Linked DNA regions of Mus musculus: all the other regions are linked to region 1. A link is a contact called in public Hi-C, HiChIP or PLAC-seq and Micro-C data. All regions are on one chromosome and are shown on one strand. The core of a region is the stretch at or near the end of the contact, and the rest is flanking DNA. Distances in the headings are between cores, read along the strand shown. Region 1 overlaps Whrn (whirlin). Region 2 has its middle 49 kb from the start of Tnfsf8. Region 3 holds the start of Tnfsf8 (tumor necrosis factor (ligand) superfamily, member 8). Region 4 overlaps Tnfsf8 (tumor necrosis factor (ligand) superfamily, member 8). Region 5 has its middle 38 kb from the start of Tnfsf8. Region 6 holds the start of Tnfsf15 (tumor necrosis factor (ligand) superfamily, member 15).

What was found. A called contact is a pair of places that touch in the nucleus more often than the background predicts. HiChIP or PLAC-seq counts read pairs in DNA pulled down with a chosen protein or histone mark.
Region 2: a Hi-C map of bone marrow-derived macrophages shows a contact between it and region 1, with 14 read pairs. The contact joins two enhancer-like sites. A contact is called at or near these places in 1 of 484 Hi-C or Micro-C datasets (bone marrow-derived macrophages) and 6 of 115 datasets of contacts at active chromatin or transcription factors (embryonic basal ganglia, embryonic forebrain, embryonic hindbrain and 3 more).
Region 3: a contact with region 1 is called in an H3K4me3 HiChIP or PLAC-seq map of bone marrow-derived macrophages, with 6 times the contacts expected there. The contact joins the promoter of Tnfsf8 here to the enhancer-like site in region 1. A contact is called at or near these places in 10 of 39 promoter capture datasets (the 3T3-L1 cell line, the C10 cell line, cranial neural crest and 6 more), 2 of 484 Hi-C or Micro-C datasets (bone marrow-derived macrophages and double positive thymocytes), 3 of 115 datasets of contacts at active chromatin or transcription factors (bone marrow-derived macrophages, embryonic stem cells and memory CD8 T cells) and 2 of 9 other capture datasets (embryonic stem cells and liver).
Region 4: a contact with region 1 is called in an H3K27ac HiChIP or PLAC-seq map of bone marrow-derived dendritic cells, with 5 times the contacts expected there. The contact joins two enhancer-like sites. A contact is called at or near these places in 3 of 15 datasets of contacts at CTCF or cohesin (the NIH/3T3 cell line, large pre-B cells and pro-B cells), 105 of 484 Hi-C or Micro-C datasets (B cells, the C2C12 cell line, the CH12 cell line and 59 more), 11 of 115 datasets of contacts at active chromatin or transcription factors (astrocytes, bone marrow-derived dendritic cells, embryonic forebrain and 5 more) and 1 of 9 other capture datasets (embryonic stem cells).
Region 5: a Hi-C map of bone marrow-derived macrophages shows a contact between it and region 1, with 18 read pairs. The contact joins two enhancer-like sites. A contact is called at or near these places in 25 of 484 Hi-C or Micro-C datasets (B cells, the CH12 cell line, the HPC-7 cell line and 18 more), 1 of 115 datasets of contacts at active chromatin or transcription factors (embryonic stem cells) and 1 of 9 other capture datasets (embryonic stem cells).
Region 6: a contact with region 1 is called in a Micro-C map of embryonic stem cells, with 1.7 times the contacts expected there. The contact joins the promoter of Tnfsf15 here to the enhancer-like site in region 1. A contact is called at or near these places in 6 of 39 promoter capture datasets (the 3T3-L1 cell line, the C10 cell line, the HPC-7 cell line and 3 more), 6 of 484 Hi-C or Micro-C datasets (B cells, embryonic fibroblasts, embryonic stem cells and 2 more), 2 of 115 datasets of contacts at active chromatin or transcription factors (bone marrow-derived dendritic cells and embryonic stem cells) and 4 of 9 other capture datasets (embryonic stem cells, liver, macrophages and 1 more).

The regions. Positions count from the first base shown.
Region 1 is chr4:63,422,763-63,425,949 of GRCm38.p6, forward strand. All of the region lies in intron 7 of Whrn (whirlin), which reads right to left. Among named protein-coding and RNA genes, the nearest start is that of Akna, 21 kb to the left of the region's middle. Within about 2 kb of position 1,534, at least 21 of the 459 cell types and tissues checked have an H3K27ac peak or open chromatin away from gene starts, as enhancers often do. A contact at or near this core is called in bone marrow-derived dendritic cells, bone marrow-derived macrophages, embryonic stem cells and 2 more, where this site is marked.
Region 2 is chr4:63,908,331-63,911,517 of GRCm38.p6, forward strand. No RefSeq gene overlaps it. Among named protein-coding and RNA genes, the nearest start is that of Tnfsf8, 49 kb to the left of the region's middle. Within about 2 kb of position 1,746, at least 6 of the 459 cell types and tissues checked have an H3K27ac peak or open chromatin away from gene starts, as enhancers often do. A contact at or near this core is called in bone marrow-derived macrophages, where this site is marked.
Region 3 is chr4:63,859,570-63,862,756 of GRCm38.p6, forward strand. It overlaps Tnfsf8 (tumor necrosis factor (ligand) superfamily, member 8), which reads right to left and starts at 1,715. Exons shown (of 4, transcript NM_009403.3): 1 at 1,281-1,715. The coding sequence starts at 1,490.
Region 4 is chr4:63,840,560-63,843,746 of GRCm38.p6, forward strand. The region is part of intron 2 of Tnfsf8 (tumor necrosis factor (ligand) superfamily, member 8); the gene reads right to left. Among named protein-coding and RNA genes, the nearest start is that of Tnfsf8, 19 kb to the right of the region's middle. Within about 2 kb of position 1,537, at least 23 of the 459 cell types and tissues checked have an H3K27ac peak or open chromatin away from gene starts, as enhancers often do. A contact at or near this core is called in bone marrow-derived dendritic cells and regulatory T cells, where this site is marked.
Region 5 is chr4:63,821,627-63,824,813 of GRCm38.p6, forward strand. No RefSeq gene overlaps it. Among named protein-coding and RNA genes, the nearest start is that of Tnfsf8, 38 kb to the right of the region's middle. Within about 2 kb of position 1,700, at least 21 of the 459 cell types and tissues checked have an H3K27ac peak or open chromatin away from gene starts, as enhancers often do. A contact at or near this core is called in bone marrow-derived macrophages, where this site is marked.
Region 6 is chr4:63,743,478-63,746,664 of GRCm38.p6, forward strand. It overlaps Tnfsf15 (tumor necrosis factor (ligand) superfamily, member 15), which reads right to left and starts at 1,582. Exons shown (of 4, transcript NM_177371.4): 1 at 1,332-1,582. The coding sequence starts at 1,553. Gm42294 (a long non-coding RNA gene) reads left to right here. Exons shown (of 5, transcript XR_881353.3): 3 at 1,229-1,634.

The sequences.
Region 1 (3,187 bases), core at 284-2,783:
TGTTCCTTATACATCTGAAATAGCCAGGCCAAGAACTAGGGCAGTGCCAGCAGAACTCCAAGAGCAGGCTTCCAGGTCTGAGGCCACAGTGCATAGCTGCACGTCCTGGATATTGCATCCCAGCCCCAGCTGCCTGCTGCTTTCCCTAAGCCCCGAAAGGGCTGACACATGATGAACCCCCTTCTGCTCTACAGCCTAGCCTGAGGCTCAGAGAGGGTAGGTCACTTGTGCAAGGTCACTCTTCAGGGTTGGGTGACCCACTCAAGACAAGAGGTCTTTAAGACCCTATCCCTGTCCTCTACTCCACCCGCCTCATAACTGTGGGGGTGCAGAGCCGTCCCTCTCTTATATTTGAGATGGTCCAAAAAGGGTCCTGAATCTCATACTTGGAGTAATGGACGAGGGGAAGGGGGAGAGGAAAATGAACGACCAGGAACATTCTTTGCCCTGTCTCCCACTCAGGTACCGTGGGGCAGGGGAGGTAATGTCTGGTTTGGATATTATCAAAGGCCAGGTGCAGCTCAGGTGCCCAGAGCCACCTCAGCAAAATAAGGTTCCTCCCCACAGCACTCTGCCCTCCCCAAGCCATTCCAGGTTCTGCCTCCTGCTCCTTGCTTACATAAAGGTGCTATTTTCAGCTTTGTTCTCTCAGCTTTGTTACTCCCAAGTCAGGCCACTCCCTCCCCCTCCCCCATCACAAAATGCACCTAAGGTTTGAGCTGGATGGCCCATTTCCCATTCTGTCTGTATATGGGGAAACCGAGGCACTGAGTTACACAAGCTTCCAGAAGGCCACTGGTGTGTGTGTGTGTGTGTGTGTGTGTGTGTGTGTGTGTGTGTAGGCATTAGAGTTCTGCATGACAGAAGGAGAAAGGGGAAGAGAAGAGACCTTGTAGGGGAGAAGTATGAATAAGATGGGAAGAGGTTCTAAACAAGAGACAGTGGTGGGGAAGGCAGACAGCTCAGCAAAGGGAAAACCAGAGGCACAGAGAGAAGAAAAGCAAGACTGTTGCATGAGCAGGGTTGGTTTGAAAAGAGCTTGTCACCTCAGGAGAGGGGGAGAATGGTGGGGTAAGTGTTGAGAGACAGAAGACCTGGCACTGCTTGGGGCAGTGATTTCTTCAATCAAAGCTGGCAACTGGCACCTACTGTGACTGACTATTCACGAGCCATCTAGACCAGGAGAGCAAAGGGTTCTCTTGGAAGGACGGGCACAGTCACCTCTCATCAGGGCAGGACGCAGAGGCGGAGTCACATTACAACCCAGCAGGGATGCTGCTAACCAGACCGGGCTTCCTTCTGCTGAGAGGACACCTGTCCCCCAGTCTCCCTCCCTTGTCCTGAGGAAAAGGATGTCACAGAGTGGAGAGAAAGCATGACCTACAATGGCCAGGTCAGGAGGAGCCCTTAAGATAAGGGAAACTGGGGCTCTGGAGAGGGAACACTGGGGCAGAGAGCCTGGCTTAGAGCCTCCTTCTACCAGGAGTGAAGGCAGCTACCGTCACCCAGGGAAGTCCCAGATCTTTCCTGTCACATGGGTCCTGACCCTGGCCTCCACTTCCTTACCAGGAGAAAACAGCCCAGTTGCCATTGTGCTCCCACAGTTTGAAACTCATCTGCCTCTGTATGAACTTCCTAATCAGTTAAAGCAGCTATCCTGAGAAGGGAGTCGAGACTCCACCAACCTCCAAAGGGCCCAGACAGTCAAGCACACTGCCCAGTTTCCCCATTTGTCAACTACAAAGCACTTTCTTGGGACTCCAGAGCTGAGCTACATTCAGAGAGGAGCTGAGCTCATGGGTTTGGCTGCTGCTGCTGCTGGAAACAGCTCCTAGCGCCCCAAGTTCTCACACAGGCAGGCAAGTGTTCTGTAAATCCTTGGACGGATAGAATACCAAGGGAAAGAAGGAACCCATTAAGGTGAGGTGACATAAGGAAATCCCTTGGGGGGGGGGGTTGCTAAGGCAGGAGACCTGCTAGATGAAGTGATGTTCTCTGTGGAGGACACACCCTGGAATTGTGGTGGAATAGGCAGCTTCCTGGCTTGGGGTGCTGTTACAAGTTTAAATATGAAATGCCTCCCACAGCCCCATGAGGACTCTGATCACTGGACTCACTCCTTGTCGTATTCAAAATAACATGGCATAATTGGGACATGGTGAAGAGAAGAAGCAGGGTCTGCTGGAGGGAGTCGTGTCACTGGGGGTGTGTCCTTAGGGAGTTATGTCACTGGGGGTGTGGCCTTGGAGCTGTATCTTGTCCTAGCTTCTCCCTGTAGTCCCTTCTGATTCCTGCCCCCCTTCCCCACAAGGTAAACAGTTTCCACTTAACATGGCCTGGCCACTATGATGATCTGCCCACGGGCATGAGGTTGGACAACAGTGGGATGACCCCACTAGACCCACGAGCTAAAATAAGTCTCTTCTCCTTAAGTTACGCCAGGTAGTTTGTCACAGCACAAAAGGACAAGCTAACCTGGCATGGTGTGTCAGCTCACTGAGACCTACAGTGCCCACGTCTCTGGCCCTCCACACACACAGGTGCCTCTTGCCCCACACCCTATCATCCCCAACAGCACTCTTTCCGTGACCTTCAGCTGAAGTCAAAGTTCCTAAACTGCTTGCCTCATTTAGTGTCTGACCTGATGCCAAACTCCAGCTCTTAGCCTGACCATCTCTCTGCGATGCCTGGGTTTTCGAGCCTAGATCCACCCTCTCATAACTTCAGGCGGTGAATAGATTATTTGCATAGGTGCTACAGAGAGAACCTGTACAGAGAGGGCCTGGCACGTGCTAGCAATACTGAGCTACAGTCTCGGGACTTATATAGGTTTTTGTTTTTTTTTTAAATCAAAATCTTCCTCCATTGTGCTTGTGAGCTCCAGGTGGGAGAGCCTACACTGCATGCACGGCAAGGACAGGCTGAACAAACGAGTGAACGAACGGGGTTCCTTCTGAAGGAGTCTTTAAACCCAGCAGGTCATTCCTGAGTAGAGGGAGCCAGCCCTGCTTCCTTGAGCCCTGTCTCTGAATGAGGAGCAGCTGTCACTCAATCCTGAGGGATTTGAGTCTCACTCTTTCACTGCCACAATGGGAAGGGAGGCTCAGGCCACGGAAGAACTGCTGCAACAATGCTGGGAGCCTCTCTTTTGCTTCCCTGTGGGAAGGAAGAGTACAGAGTGGCCTTT
Region 2 (3,187 bases), core at 496-2,995, 490 kb after region 1:
CCTTACTACAGTAGAATAGTCATGGGAAATTCTCTTGTGCCATTACACTCTATGTCATCCAAAGAAAGTTATAAAATGGCTATTGGGGACATAGCTTAGGCATTGGTGGTAAGGATTGTGTGATTTTTCTAGAATGTATACTCTAATGTAGACTACAGAAACAAGAAGCTGGTTCATACTGTCAGATTAGCCACCAAGTCTAGTAGAAATTCTAGCTTATAATGAGGAGAATCTGGAGGGCACAGAATGAGACATGAGTGAAAACTGAGACTTCAAGAGAACCTCCGGTATGGTAAGGGCAGTTCTTCCATCCCAGCATTCTGAAAGAGTGCACCCACATACTTTATATTTAAATGCTGTCCACTGTCTTTTCATGACTAAGAATAGTAATTCCTCAAAATTTTAGAAAATTGTCACACTTTCTCTCAGTGTCAGAGTGCACCCATTGCCAATGGCTAAAATAAGAATCTGAAAGCCTGGTCACTCATGCAATATATTTAAACCTCTCTGAAACATTAGCCCAGGGTTAGAGCCCAATTGGGTATGGGTGAGCATGCAAAGTAGCCCAATCTCTTCTGTTGCTCAGGCTTGAGTCCCTCCTCTCTGGAAATACTCATATTCGGATCTCCCCCAGAACATGTTTTTCATGCTAATTTCTCTGTCCCAGAATTTTTTCAGCAGTGAAGCAAATCTTACCAACTTTTAAGATCAGTCCCTGGCTATTCTAATTTGATGTGAGTCCATTGCAGATGCTTATGGTGGAACAAACTCTGGAAGGTTACATCTTCTAGAGGCTTGGCAGTTTCTTCATAGGCAATCACTTTCAATACAAATTTGCTAAGTACATCAAGCATGTCTGGAATTCCAGCAGGAAGATACCAAGTTCAAAGTCAACATTTGATATATAAACATATTCCATTTTCAAAGGAAAATAAAACAAACAAATCAAGAGGGAAGAAAAAAAAAGATCCAAGGGATAAACAATGAATGACGTTCAAATGAATATATTCTACGCATTGTTAGGTACATGTTGTAAAATAATGTGACTAATACTTTTACGAAAATGCACTGTGAGAAATACACCTAATTATTATAGCATGTAGAAAAGAACGAAGTAGAACTATTAGAACATAAAATGCAGCAGAAGACTGGATGTAACAAAAGAGGGGACAGATGATGTAGGTTAGGGCATAGCAAAAATGATCAGGACATTAATGCAAACAGCTAAAAATGTGGAAAATGCTACAAAGTATAAACATGATGAGAAGCTCTGGTGTATGTGATGTTGGAGGGACAGAAAAGAATAGGTCAGAACCAGCATTTAAAGAGATGATGGCCAAGAATTTTCCATAACTGGGGAAAGAAATTCATTTGTAGATTTAAGAAGCTTAAAGAGATGCTCAGGTCTTTAGAGCACTTGCTGTACTTTTCAGCAGAGTACAGTTCACAACTGGTGTCTCAGAGCCCCTTTGACTGTAGGGCTAGGAGATCTGATGCCCTCTTCTGGCTTCTGTGGGTAGCTGCATGCATATGTGCACACACACACACACACACACACACACACACACACACACACACACACACAGAGAGAGAGAGAGAGAGAGAGAGAGAGAGAGAGAGAGAGAGAGAGAGAGAGAGAATTTAAAAATAAAATATATGTTTTGAAAACGGAAACATTGTAAGACTCTAGCCAGGGAAGTGAAGCAGTGCCACCATCAGAGAAGCTTCCTCCTTCAGAAAATAGGAACAAAGACTGAGGCCTACAAACAGACAGCATGCAGAGAGTGAGAGACCTTGGAACACTCGATCCTAAAAAAGATGTCTATATCAAAGTAGGAACCGGGAACCCCATGGAAGAAGAAGCAGAAAGACTATAGGAGCCAGAGAGGAGAGGAAACCAAGAAACAAGACCTTCTACATAAACTGTGCACAGCTCTTGTGAACTCACAGAGATGGAGGCAGCATGCACAGGGCCTACACAGATAGTCACCAGGTCCTCTGCATATATACTATAGTTTCCAGTTTACTGTTTTTATGACATTTCTGAGTGTGCAAATGAGTGAGTCTCTGATTCTTGTGCCTTTTGGGGGATCTTTTCCTTCTGTTTGTTTGTCCAATTCAAATATGTTAGTTTTTCTTTTATCTTATTAGATTTTAATTTTTTATTATTTAGGGGGAGAGGAAAATACTGTGAGATTCATCAAAATAAATGTAAAAGAAAATCTTATGACTGAATAGTATATAAAATGCTGAAAGAAGCAGAGAAATATCCTGTAATATGATATAAAAATTTCTTGCATGTCTCATTGTAGAAGACTATTTTACATGATTCACTTACATGACACACTTTCATTAGCAAATGTAATATGGGACAAAATATATTTTGGCTTAGGTTCTTTGCTAAAGATTGAGGAAGTCTTATTATAAATAATCTTCTCACATCTTAATTTCTTGGCTGGCTTCTTTTCCAGTAGAGTTTTTAATTTTATGATTTGAAAAAAATTGGTGCTATAAGTAGGAAAATGTTATTACTTGTGTTTGAAGTATTGATGTAACATCGACCTACTTTTTAAAACCTGTAATGGTGGAACTTTTAAAGGTCTTAACCACTGTGAGATTTATTTCCTTAAAACTAGACTTTAGCTTTCACAAATCACTCTAATTTGATTCAATAAAACTCTGTATGTTTTAGTAACCAGAAAAGGTGGAGCCATGATGCTGTATTCCTCTTCTCTTTTGACCATCCACATCTCTTCAGATACAACATGTTTTCTTTTGTTTCTGTGTTTTAAAACGATGCTATGATTCTTGTTTGGTGTGTGTGTGTGTGTGTGTGTGTGTGTGTGTGTATGTGTGTGTGTGTTTCTGTACATTGCATACCTGGAAGCCAGAGAACAACTTTCAGGACTAGGCTCTCCTACGTAGACCCTGAAGGCTAAACAAACACCTTAGCCTCCAAGTCATCTTGGACATCTTCATATTTTCTTCCAAAGACTTCTTTCTGTTCAAAGTGTGATATGAACTGTAGTTCACAATAGCCTGCTTAATACTTTGTGAAAGAAGAGGTCAGAGGCTCCTGACATAGAGTAATGGTATGAATATGGGTATATGCTCTTAGTATGCACTGCCACTATGCTATTACACTGTAGCTCATAAGCATAAGTGTTGTGTTAACACATTTAAAAAC
Region 3 (3,187 bases), core at 465-2,964, 440 kb after region 1:
GGCCTGATGCAAACGATCCATGAACTGATGTGTCCCATCAGCTCTGCAGGCCAAGTGTGAATAACTCCCTTCTTACACTGCCAAGGAGGAAGGAGCTTTAAAGCTTTATTTCAATATCCATACTTGCTGATACTTGTAAGGCCCTAGCTTTCAGCAACTAGTATGCTGCAGAGTCTGTGGTCCAAGGCAACTTGGAAGAATTATAAATTAGGTGAGTTCACACTTGGGCAGGGTGTTGCACCAGTGGTATTCATACAGTATCCAAATCACCATGCCTGGATCTCACCCCAAGCCTGTGAGTCATGTGAGCTGACCACGCAGTCCTTTCCAGACAGTGTGTAAGAGTTCTCTCTCAAGGATACTTTTCTAAGCTACGGTTTGACTTTCTCCCCCTACCCCCATTTCAAACAAACGAAATTTCCCAAGATGGTGTGGCCCTGCACATTATGTGTGCATCTCAGAGGGTACAGGTGACAAAAACACTGCTACTTTTCAACACCCTGAACTCTTCAAAGCCAGTGGCTTGTGAGGAAGCTTTCGATTTCTTTTGTGGGTTTTAACATTGAAATAGCAGAGCTCTGGGAAGACTTGGCCTCTCTCTCTCTCTCTCTCTCTCTCTCTCTCTCTCTCTCTCTCTCTCTCCCTCTCCCTCTCTCTCTCCCTCTCTCTCTCTCTCTCTCTCTCTCTCTCTCTCTCTCAAATATCACAGTCTTTAAAAAGTAGCTCCTCACTAAAAACAAGCAAGCAAGCAAGAAAACAACCACAACAAACAAACAAACAATAGCAACAACAGACTCTCGGCAAAAGAGAGGCCTCAGAAGTCCTGGGAGCACGGATTGAGGACATAACCTTAGAATTAGGATGAGCGCCTTACAGAGGTGATACCCACATGCGCACTCGCCATCAGGGCTCCCTATGCTTCCTCCCTCCATACTGTGAGGCTGTGACCCATCTGGGCTTCAATCTTAACTTCTCAAGGTCAGCAGCTCTTCTGTTGGCTCCAGTACATCTGGAAATTTTTGAGCTCATGTCCAGTTCTATTTCTTTTAAAAAATTCCCACTGAGTGCAGAAAGTTCATTTCTAGTTTTTCCCCTTTTCTCTGATATAATCTCTCTCTATATATGCATAGTTTTACTTATTTTCACTTTTTAAATTTTTTTTTTTTTTTTTTTTTTTTTTTGCTCCTAGTTAAACTATTCATTAGCTTCCCAGAGCTGTTCCTCTAGAGGACACACATTATAAATGAGGAAAGAAAAGCAGAAAAAAGATGTTTACTCACCTTTTTCTGGACTACCAGTACCAGAATGATCGCCACTGCCACAACAAGGCACACCAGTGCGGTGGTGCTGAGGTAGAAGTAGCTGCGACTTGTGCTTCTCCAGGGCCTCGTGCTTCTCCAGGGGCTGGCTACCGAGCCGGGCTGCACCTGCATGGCTGGGTCAGGGGAAGGAGCCCCACAGCTGCCTGCTTGTTGCAGCCCTGGCTCCATGCTTTATATAGTCTGTCCCACATCACACCTTATCTCTCCTCATCTGATTCGGTTCTGTACCCAGCTCTGTTCCAAGAAGGATTTTCCCCTGCATCCTGGATCATGTGACTTGGAAAAAAGCCTTCACCAGTTGCCGGATGGAGAAACTCTTCTCTGGGGGCGTGAGGCGAAGGGTGGCTGCAAGGGTGGGGGAGAGGTTCATTTTTCATCGCCTGGGATTAATCTGAGTGCAGAGAAATTGTAGCGAGATAGACGATGGTTGATGTCAGCGGGTGGTAGGAAGGAGACAGTTCCGCGTGAGTGTACACCAACCACTTCTGTTTCCTTTAGGCTCAGCCACAGAACGCCTTGCCGCGGGGACCCTGCACACTGCATGATCCATGCTGGTGGCCCAGGAAGCTTCCAGATTAGTCTCTTTGCTGGGTCCCTGGAGATGGCAGTCCTTTGTCAGCAGCACAATGACTGTTGGGGTTGTCCAACAATTACAGCATGCTCTAAACTGGAAACATACCCATTTCTGGGAAAGAAGAGCCCACTGTTTGGGCATTTACCTACCTGGAGACAAGGTTGTGGCAGTAGGATATTTGAGGATAGTTTCAAAGACATGGTGAGAGAAGAGGAATTTGGAAATAATTTGCTGTTGAACCAAAGCTCCTCTATCTCTTGCAGGGTGCTCTCCAGGGCTGTTAAATTTGCCGATGAAACTGGCTTGCCCTAAAGTTCATACTAGGGGAAGAAATTAGTGAGGGGGTCAGGAAGGGGAGGCTCAGTGCTGTGGAACGAGTGTGTGAAGTGTCTGTGGGTTGTATGGGGGTGCAAATAGTGTTCCAGGTGTTTGTGATGAGTTTGTGGACAGAGGTTACTAGAATTGAACATTCTGGCTCAGGTACAGTCTTGGGAACTTGGCTTAGAGGCTGACTTCACACTCGTCACCAGCCTCAGAGGCAAGTAGTATTTCTTCTTCACAGCATAGAGAACTGAGACCCAGCATAAAAGCATTCTTAATCAAATCTACCAGTGTTAATCTAATGGTAAAACTTGGTGGTATATGCAAACCAGCCTGGCTCCAAAAGCCTGCCGGACCCTTTCCTTACAGGCTGAAAACCTCAGGTTGCATCTTAGCCTTTCCTCTTCTCAGCATTGCTCCTTGAATAAGTCAACGCAGCCCCTGCTTTCACCCCAGTCTGCTTTGCAGTCATGGGGAAGATCAAACAGGATGATGTAAGAGGGCTTCCTGAATGGGAATGGACTTGGCAGCTGTTGTTGAACAATTCCTGTTAAACAGCCCAAGTTGCCCTCTGGGCCATGTCTGGAATTTCATATAATAAATAGATTTCTGGGACACAGAGCTGGATCGTATCTGTTGCTATGAATGACCTTTCTTTCAGAATATTCTCTAAAAGCTTCAGAGCTGCCTCCAGATGTGGCCTTCTGAAACCTCACTTGCTATTTCCCTTGAGGTAGACAGCACCTTCTCTTTTGACTATACACTACCTCTGCAGGTCACAGGACATGTCAGAAGCCCCAAAGAAATGCCGGATCCAAAGCCCAGCTCAGATTATTTAGCTTTCTGGATCTGTGTAGATCTCTCTTTGAGCATTCTGCAAGGCAGCTTAGACTTAGGAGATGGTCTAGAGGCCCTTTTTGGTGAGTTTATAAAATGAAAAACCACAGAGGAGGGATAGGTAGTGAGGAAT
Region 4 (3,187 bases), core at 287-2,786, 420 kb after region 1:
ACAGAGACACATGGGTACTACCAGTTACTTCCTTTATCTTATTGTCCAGATTCATTCGAGAAAGACCCTGGGGCCCCGAGAACAGCTAGAAGCTGAGTGAAGGGTTCCCTCTGCTGTCTGAGCAAGCTCACTACTAGAGGAACCCCCAGCAGAAGTAGGGGCAGTATTCATCTCTAGCTGTTCTGGACTCACACGGGGCTTCTGGCCCATCAAAGGCTGAAGGCCAGCTTCCACTCTCTAGATCTTAGCCCATAATTATCATCTAAGCAGTGTTCTTGTGAGGCTTGTTGCTGCCCTGCACATACTCGTGGATGTGTATAACCAGAAATTTGATCCCAAAGTGTAATAGTCTAAGGAAGTGTGACTGTTGTCCAATCTCATCTTTGGGACTGTAGAACATCAACCAAAAGAAACCAGAGAGATGCAAATCGGACTCTCTTTGCTGTGAATCACTTTCTAATTTATGTTCCCTACAGCTCTGATGGGCTTTTGACTCCTCCCAATCTCTCCAGTATCAGCCCATACCCTCCCTCATTTTATTCTGTGTCTTAATAGTAATAAATGTCATCACCACTACCACCATCATAACTAATGTTGACTATTTCTGTAATGTTTTACTGAGCATGCTACAGCCATGATTTCATTTTTACATTTTTTTACAAGCATCCCATAAGAGATTTAATTTTTACAATCATCCCATGAGAGATAGTTTACAGTTATCTCTGTTATTTACATTAGAAACTATAGGTTTTAAAAGTTTAACTGGAGGGTGGGCAAAGATGGAGCAGAGACTGAAGAAATGGCCAAACAATAACGGCCCAACTTGAGACCTATCCCTTGGGTAAACACTAATCTCTGACACTATTACGGATGCCATGTTGTGCTTGCAGACAGGAGTCTAGCATAACTGTCCTCTGAGATGCTCTACCCGGCAGCTGACTGAAACAGATGCAGATGCCGTATGAAGTATGAAGCAGAGGACTGCTTTGTATTGCCTCAGCAGGAGAGGATGTGCATAATTAATCCTGCAGGGACTTGATATTCCAGGGTGGGAGGGGATATATGGGTGAGGAGTGGGGGAGCATCCTCCTAGAGGAGAAGGGGAGGGGAAATGGGAAGAAGGACTCTGTGAGGGAGGAATGGGATGAGGGTGCAGCAGTTGGAATATAAATAAATAAATAGATGAATAAGAAAGGGTTAACTGGCTTGTTCTCAGCCACACATCTAGTTGCTAGTAGGGTGGAGATCAAAACTCAGTCAGTGTGACTCTAATGCCCAAACGGATTTCCCCCCACTCTACACAAGTTTGGAGACGTGCAGCTCCAGTACACAACTACATGGATATGCTTCCACCTGCATACCTCTGGTTCCTGTCAAGTGGAATGCCCTGCCTCTATCAAGCCAGTTGTCCTTTAAAACACATCCTGGCAGAGACTACTGTTTAGTCTCTCCTACTGATCAGCCAAGAAGATGCATTTGCTGAGTGGAGTCAACTAGACCATCTCTCTTATTTCCTTCTGTAGCTCTGGCTGGACCAGTGCTAAGGGCATCAGTGTAGTGAGAAGGAGTGCTTGCTTTTTCCCCTGGCAGGGAGAATATTGGCCTGACTCTCACAGATTCTAAGTTAGGTGGAAAAGTAGGATTCATGCCCTGGATCAAAGCCAGGATGTCACATCAAAAACAGGCTCTATCTCTCTAGTCCTAAGGTCCCTCTGTATCAGGTGGCTTGTGGTGATATCTGCCAGAGCTGAGCATCTACAGATGGTGGCAGAAGTACAAGCCCAGGCTTGTCTCTCACACATGCAGGCGTTTTTTTCTTCTGTTTTTCCCCTTTGGTCTTCATGTGTACAGTGGGGTGACCTCAGCTGTAATTCTGAGAAACCCAATGATGGAAAAAGTCTACCTTATTTTGAAGCATTTGCATTTCCTGAAGTCAAATGGCAGGCATACTGTAGTTTTTCTTCAAGAATTGATTAGATAGTTTCATGCTTAAGACTAAGCACAGGCTTCTCCTTCTAAGAATGCCATTGCTGGAGTTGGTTCAAGGAGGGGCTGGGTATTGAGAGATTGACACTGTTGAGCTGGAAGAAGACCTTGGAGAAGGGTGCCATCTCTGTTACTTCACTTTTGGAGGTGTCAGCAAAAGAAGAGTGAAGGATGCGTGGTGGGGTTCAAACCCCAAGAGTCTTAGTGGCTTCTGAAGGCTTAAAATGCTCTCAGCTGACAACTAACACCACTCTGATCTCCTTTTCCTCACATGGTTTCCGGGGCAGACATATAAGAAGGACACCCAAGTTATAACCCAAGTCACAGAGATGGGAGCTTGAATATTTGGCCAGTCAGTGCTGTTCAAAAAGTGGGCTGGCCGCTTTGAAAGTCACAGGGATCTTGCTAAGACCTAGACAATATTTTGTGGGGTACCAGTCATGCAACTCAAGTCTCATCAGCTTGTGAACCCATGATAAGATAGTCTATTGTGGATATGAAGACTTGTATAGGTGCCCCAGGCAGTAGGAATCTTGCTGTGGCTCCAGAGATTTGTGGACTGAGCATCTAGACTGTATCTCTGCAATCTGTCTCCTCAGTGCCTGAGTCTGGAGGGGTTTATTCTGAGAGAAGAGGCTTAGTTGATGTTTGGATGTTGGGAGTCTGGAATATTCTCTTTCAGATTTTAGCGTTCCTATTTAGATGGGGAACATTGTTGACTGAGATGTAGAAATGCCTTTCTAGATCATTCTAGAGCAGTGAGGGTTAAAGGGAGGAGAGATGAGTCTGTAGCCATTACACACACCCGGGACTGAAGCCTCAGGAGACAGCTGGAGGACGTTGCTGGGAAAGCAGCTTCAGGGTGCCTTCCTGATCCTGAGTCTGGGAGAGTGCCCGGGTCAAGTCACAGGTCAGGGAAATGGGGCTTTCGAGTCAGATGATTTGTGACCTAGTCAACTTCTTCAGAACGACTCCTATAAGGACCGGGCAGATGGTGCTTCTCAGAGAACATGTGGTTCTAGTGAAGGTGTTGGATCCGTCATTTCCTCTCCCAGAACTTCAGCTCCTTACTGTACCAGTGAAGTAAACCCAGTGACACTCAACAGAGATGCGTAGCTAATATGACACACATTAAGATTACAGATGTCTAGTAACAGACACAGCACATGGCTAGCCGTGACTCTGAGAATGTGAGGTCGCT
Region 5 (3,187 bases), core at 450-2,949, 400 kb after region 1:
AGAGACCACAGAAGATTGACACAACCTGAATTCATGAAGCAACACTGTCAGGAAACTTCTGTCTCAGAATTTCCTTCTTTTCCACATATTTTTGGAAATAGAACATCATTCTTGTTTACCCTTTTTGTAAAAGGAGAAAAGAAAAAATCAATACAGGAAGTTTTTGTTTTGAGAACAGCTTGTATTCAAATCATCATGTGATTCAGAGAGAGGCACTGTTGGCATCTTTTCCTCACTGCTTATCTATCTATCTATCTATCTATCTATCTATCTATCTATCTATCTATCTATCTACCTATCTATCTATCATCTATCGTGTTTCCCAGTCACAGGGATGAGCTTTGGTACATGTTTAAGCACATCCTCTTGTCTAAGGTAATTTAGAGATCTCAGTAGTGCAATCTAAAACATAGCTATAAAGGATTTTTCATATTCATGTGGGCTTCATTAGATACCCCTTACTAGTGTAATTGGAAAAATTAGTTTCATTTTCCTCCAAGTCATTATCTGTTTTCAGCTTCCTTGAGTAAGTAGCTACCTGAAAACCAAAATAAAGACTCCATGGACCAAAAAAAAAAAAAAAAAAAAAAAAAAAAAAAAAAAAGAAAGAAAGAAAAAAAAAGCAATAATTTTCTTAAAGCATTGCCTTCGTTATAACTTCTTTGGAGAGACTTTTATTAAAATCTATTATTTAAAAAAAACTTTATGAGATGAAGTATGTTCATGTGGCTCAATGAGCCTTCAAACTCTCCTTCTGCCTCGCTCTTCCCCCTCCACCCAATGTGCTATTCTAGCACTTCTTTCTCTCCCTTTCTTTCCCCACCCTCTTCCTTTCCTTCCTTGCTTCTCTCTCTCACACTTTCCCTCTCTCCTTCCTTGCCTCTTACTCTTTCAATTCCTTCATATTTTTAGAGTGAATATAACCAAGTCCATAGAAGGTCTAAAAATTTCCCCCAACACTAACAGACACAATTGTGAAAAACTCTGATACAGTCCTTATCACAGCAGGCAGTCTTGAGGGCTGCAGGGAGTAGTGATAGGATACACTTCTCTCTGTGGGCAAATTTTTAATGTGTGTGAGTGTGCACTGCGCATATATCTGAACATACAAGGCACCAGCAATACCAGCCAGGGCTGCAGCATGCTTTCTTTAAAGGGTCAACTGTCAGCTTTGCAGGCATGCGGGAGCTCTTGCATTCTGGGATAGCCACTTCCCTCACCACAACTGCCCCAAATCAGGCATGGATTCTGAATGATGAAGGATAAAGTTGTGCTCCTTCAACACTTTATGGTCAGCCATTTGGCAGAGGCTGCCTCTTGCTGACTCCCGAATACAGTGTAGTACTGAGTACAATAAAAATCAATGCCAGGGTCTCCCAGTCTTTATCAATGGACAGTGTTGCTTAGTTCTCTCATCTGTCATTTGAAATAATGGTCTTGTAAACCCAAAAGTGCTACGCAGGCATCTTAGATGGCATTTGCTCCATCTTCCATTTACTGAAGAAATATACATCAGACACCCACTGTGTGCCAAGAGCTTTCCTGGGATCACAATGATGGTAGATGCAGATGAATCACATACAATTTGGAAAAAGTACTAATACCGGAGTGCTGGATGATTGTGAGGTTGGGCTCACAGCACAAGATGACAGCCTGGAGGTGGGGGTGGGGTTTTACCCAAGATACAGGCGCTCATGAAGGGAAGTGGTTTGTCCTGGGCAGGAAATGAGTACACACGTTGGGATGGGGGTGGCCAAACTTCTTCCCCTGTCTGGAACCCAGAAAAGTTGTGCCAAGACTCCGAATTACAGAAAGAGCTGTATGATTCTGTATGGGGGTGTGAGCTATTTCCTGGCCATACTGGGTTTGACTTAGGGTGAATGGTATTATTGAATTCATACTTTTCCACTCCCAAGTGTCAGTGGCAAAGAGAACAGGTACCCCATTTGTGGAGAAACCAGAATCAAGACTCAAGGTTCTGCAGAGGCTTAAATGAGCAAGTCCTTTTCTGTAGCCCAGAATAGAGTGTGAATGGGAGGAGGATCAGGCCAGAATAACTAGAAGGAGGGATGGTTTTACTTTGTACACACGGGAGGGAATGCATTCTGCATTTGGATATTGTTCTCAGAGAACAAGGTCAGACACATAGGGTGCAGAGAGTGAATGACTCTGGTGGTGAGACCATTAAGTCTCATGGTCTAACTTAGCCTGATAGTGGCTCCTGAGAAATAAGATCTGATATGGAATTTTGTGAAAAAGGTCAAGTTAACTAAGCTGAAAGGGTAGAGGTGGGGCAAAATCCTTATGGATGACGCTTGCACAAAGGCAAGTGGCCTCCTGGCTGCTCACCACTCTCTGACGATAGATGAGACTCGGGAGCCAGATGGTGAATGTTTACAACTGGTTCTTCAGCTAAGAAGCTGCTTACTCTTGGACAAGCTTTTGCATTTCTTTGAACCTCTGTTTCTCCAATAATCTCATGTGATTATTGGGAGCATGAAATGGCCTACAGTGTCTGGAAGGTTTAGCGTACTGCCTGGATTCAATAAGCGTCAGCAATCGTGCTTACGTGCTATAGAATGGATTAAGTCAATACATCATGAATGACATCAGAGGAACCTGGAAAGATCACAGTTGAGCTCTGTGTCTTTGTGAACATGCATCAGCAGCAGGAACAGAGTTTCCTTCAGCATTTGGCTGTTGGTTTCTTAGCTGCAACTGTCTATCCTGGGATGGGATGGGCATTTTTTTTTTCCTGTTTACTCCAGAGCTTCTGCTGACTCTATGTGGACAGCTAGTAAAAGGAAACCAGAGAGTCAGAAAAGGGCAGAGTCAGAAGGTCACCACAGTTATGTCATCTGTGGTCTAAGCCATGAGAATGGAATAGTGAATTACTTAGGCTGGGTTCTCTTGGAGGAGGACTGACCTTCAGCTTCGTGTGCCCCGAGATACATTCGTCAATAACTCAAGCTGGTCATTCCCTCATTCTACTGATGGTGCAATTCTATTTCCAAGTTCTGTTTGTGCCAGACACCTTGGTTCGTGCTGCTTCAGAGATGAATTTCTGCTTCATTTCTATGTGGACAAGGGGCTTATCTGCAGCGGCGGGTCTGGGGCTGCCTCAGCGTAGACTTAAGGAGAGGGTCCTTGGTGTTCTGCCTCTGTGGAAGCCTGACCCTAAGGAGTT
Region 6 (3,187 bases), core at 332-2,831, 320 kb after region 1:
ACTGTACCTAGATGACCTTGTCTGGCTTCGGCCAACATGGGGATTGTAGACAGCATCTCGAGTAATAGGATCCAACTGTATGTCAGGAATCCCTCCAGAGTCCAAGGAGGCACAGATTGCTGGAGGCCACTTAATAATACAGTGTTCAACAACAGCTCTCTCCGTATGAGTTGAGTATTCCCTGAAGTGCCTCAGTCTGGTGTGTGTGTGTGTGTGTGTGTGTGTGTGTGTGTGTGTGTGTGTGTGTATGTGTGTGTGTGTGCTTTTCTGGGGTCATAGCCTGACCTCCCATTTTCTAATACCCTACAGGTCCCTTCTAACATAAGCAGCCTTCCTAGTCTATCTGCACATGTCTACACTGTATAAACCATGACACGTGGCTGCCTGAATCACAGTTTGTTGACCCTGATGGAGTGGCAGGAGTTACACATTAGCCACAGAGTGGAAATTGCCCAGGATTGACTAGAGACCAGGTTTCTAATTAGGCTGCCTATTTTTGCTTTTAGTCCTTAATCTTTGGGACTAAAGTAGAATCAGTCACTACAGACTATGTCAGATATTTCCCCCTGAGGAATATTCTTTAAATAACACACATTGACCTTTCAGATCCTTCCTGGGTGTCCTCAGCCTTGGCTTTGTCACCGCTTGGATATTTGCCCCCCTCATTCTCTGAGTGCCACCCCTATACCCCTGTGGTGGCTAACCTTCTTTCTAGTCCCAGCAAAATCTCAGGGTCAGTATGTTCTTAATTGAGCACTGAAAAATATTTCTAAATCCAAGAAGAGGAGCTGGTTAAGTAAATTTTATCACACACGTATAAGAACATAATATAGTCATCCATACATCATACTGCCGTGGGGTCATTGCCATAGAAACAATTTCATACTATGTAGAAATCTCAGAATCATCCTCCAATATAAATAGAAAGGCATTATATATTTTAGTTCACTAATAGTTTACACCTCTATGTTTTTTCCCCTCAATAATCATGCATTATGTAATTAAATTTAAGAGCTTTTTGTTTAAGGAAAAAGGAATGTTTTCCAAAGTATTGCCGCACTGTAATTATAATGATCTAAAAACAAAAACAAAAAAAGAGTATATGGAGTGTGAAGTTATTCTTGCACAAACATGAGATGAAACAATTCAATTCCCTGGAAGTGCAAAGTTAAGAACCAGATGGGACCTTTCCACCTCTCACCCCCCGGTCTGTATTTGCTTTGTACAGGGGAGCCACCAGCGCTATCCATGAATGGCTCTGTCCCAAACTGGAATACACAGCTGCCTGCAGAGAGACCACTGATTGTCTAAGCAGGAGCAAGTTTACTTACCCGAAGCATACAGTCTTTTCCGGGGACCCGGAGCTGGCCAGCCATTAGGAGGGTGCTAAGTCCTGCGAGGATGGGAAATGACAACAGGCAGCAGGTGAGAGCCAGGCAGGCTTTGCTCCTGGCAGCTAGCCCGGCCCTGGCCTCTGGCCTGTGTCTACAGCCTTCCGGCAGCACTTCCACTGGGACTCCTTCTCCGAAGCCCAACCCCAGCTCCTCTGCCATCCTTCTGCTGTCTTGGAGAGACTTCTGATCCCTTCTGACCAGAGAGCCCCCCATTAAATAAGAGAGCAGCTGTCACACTGAGTGAGTTAATGACTGTCCTCTCCTCCCTTTTTTACTCTCCCCTCCCTCTGACAGCCCTCTGCAGCCTGCCCTGCCCGGCTAGGGAATGCGCCGCCTACAACAGAAACCAAGTTTGGTTTAAGAAAAAAAAAAAAAAAAAGAAGAAGAAGAAGGAGAAGGAGAAAGCTTTCCCAAGCATATTTATGTACAGTATGCTCATGTGCTCTTTCCTTCATTTACAGAAGGAAGTCAGGAAAGTCCCTGGAGGAGGAGATCAAGAATACATTAAGTCAATGGGTGGGGCAAATTAAAATGTACCTGCTCCTGCCCTGGACTGCAGCCAGCCGAGCTGGTCTGGGAAGTGTGTTCCTTCTGGAAGTGAAAGTGAGGGACTAGGAGGTGTGTGGCTTGCAACAGGAAATGGAAATCACGTTCACATCAGCCCCTTGCCAAGCGCCACAAACCGTCTTATCTCCCTGTCATTCTATAGATGGAAGTACTGACAGTCAGAAAGGTACCCGCCCTACGTCATTCTGGATGGAAGAGAGCAGAGCCAGGAAGATGTCCATTTTAAGTTACAATTAGACATGGGCATAGCCTGTGAAACATAAGGTTATTTATGTTCCAGCAGAGAGTATCTGGTTGTGATTGTAGTTAGAAGTGACTGTCAGAGAGATAATGACATAGGCTTCTGTACTCCTTTGTCCCAAAGTTAACTTAATGCCAGTGGTTTACCTTGCCTATGTTGGCTGTGGATGGGAGAGGGCATGGCAGCTGATATGTGCTAGCATTCACTAAACACTTGCTTTTTAACCCAATGCTGGGAGGCAAATATCAATTGACTTATTATCGACTTATTTCATCCTGAGACAACTGCTTTTCTTTTTCTCATTCTTTCTTTTTCTATTTTCTCTTTCATTTCCCTTCTTCCTCCCCCACTTCTCCTTCCTCTTCTTCTTCTTCTTCTTTTTTTTTTTTTTAAATACAAGGTCTTACTATGTTGTTTTGGCTGTCCTGAAACTCAATAGGTAGACCAAGTTGACGTCAAACTCACTGAGATCTCTCTGCCTCCATTTGGAGGACTGAATCCCCTTCTGGAAGAGGAGGTGGGGCTTGAATTCAGTCTTGGAGGTGGGGAGGGGTGACACCAGAGAAGCATAGAGGACCCTGTATAAAGGTGGTCTACAGCAATTAGGAATCCATGGCCTGTGAGCTGGCTCAGCAGGCGCAAGTGCTTCTTGCCAAGCCTGATGGTTTGGCTTTAATACTGGAAATCCACATAGAGAGAGAGAGACCTGACACATTGTCCTCTGGCTTCTACATGTACACTGTGGCACATATACATGCAGAATGAAGGAAGAAAAGAAGGAAGGAAGGAAGGAAGGAAGGAAGGAAGGAAGGACTAAATAATAAAAAAAAAAGAGAGGTGAGGAGAAAGAATAAAGAAACCAGGCACCTAGAGTAGCCCATGGCATGTCCCTGTTTGGTGGCCCCTATTCTTGAACACAACCCAGTTCCTCTCAGTATTTCGGAAAGCCCTTGGCCTGGACACTACCTGCTGTCAATCCTCCCCG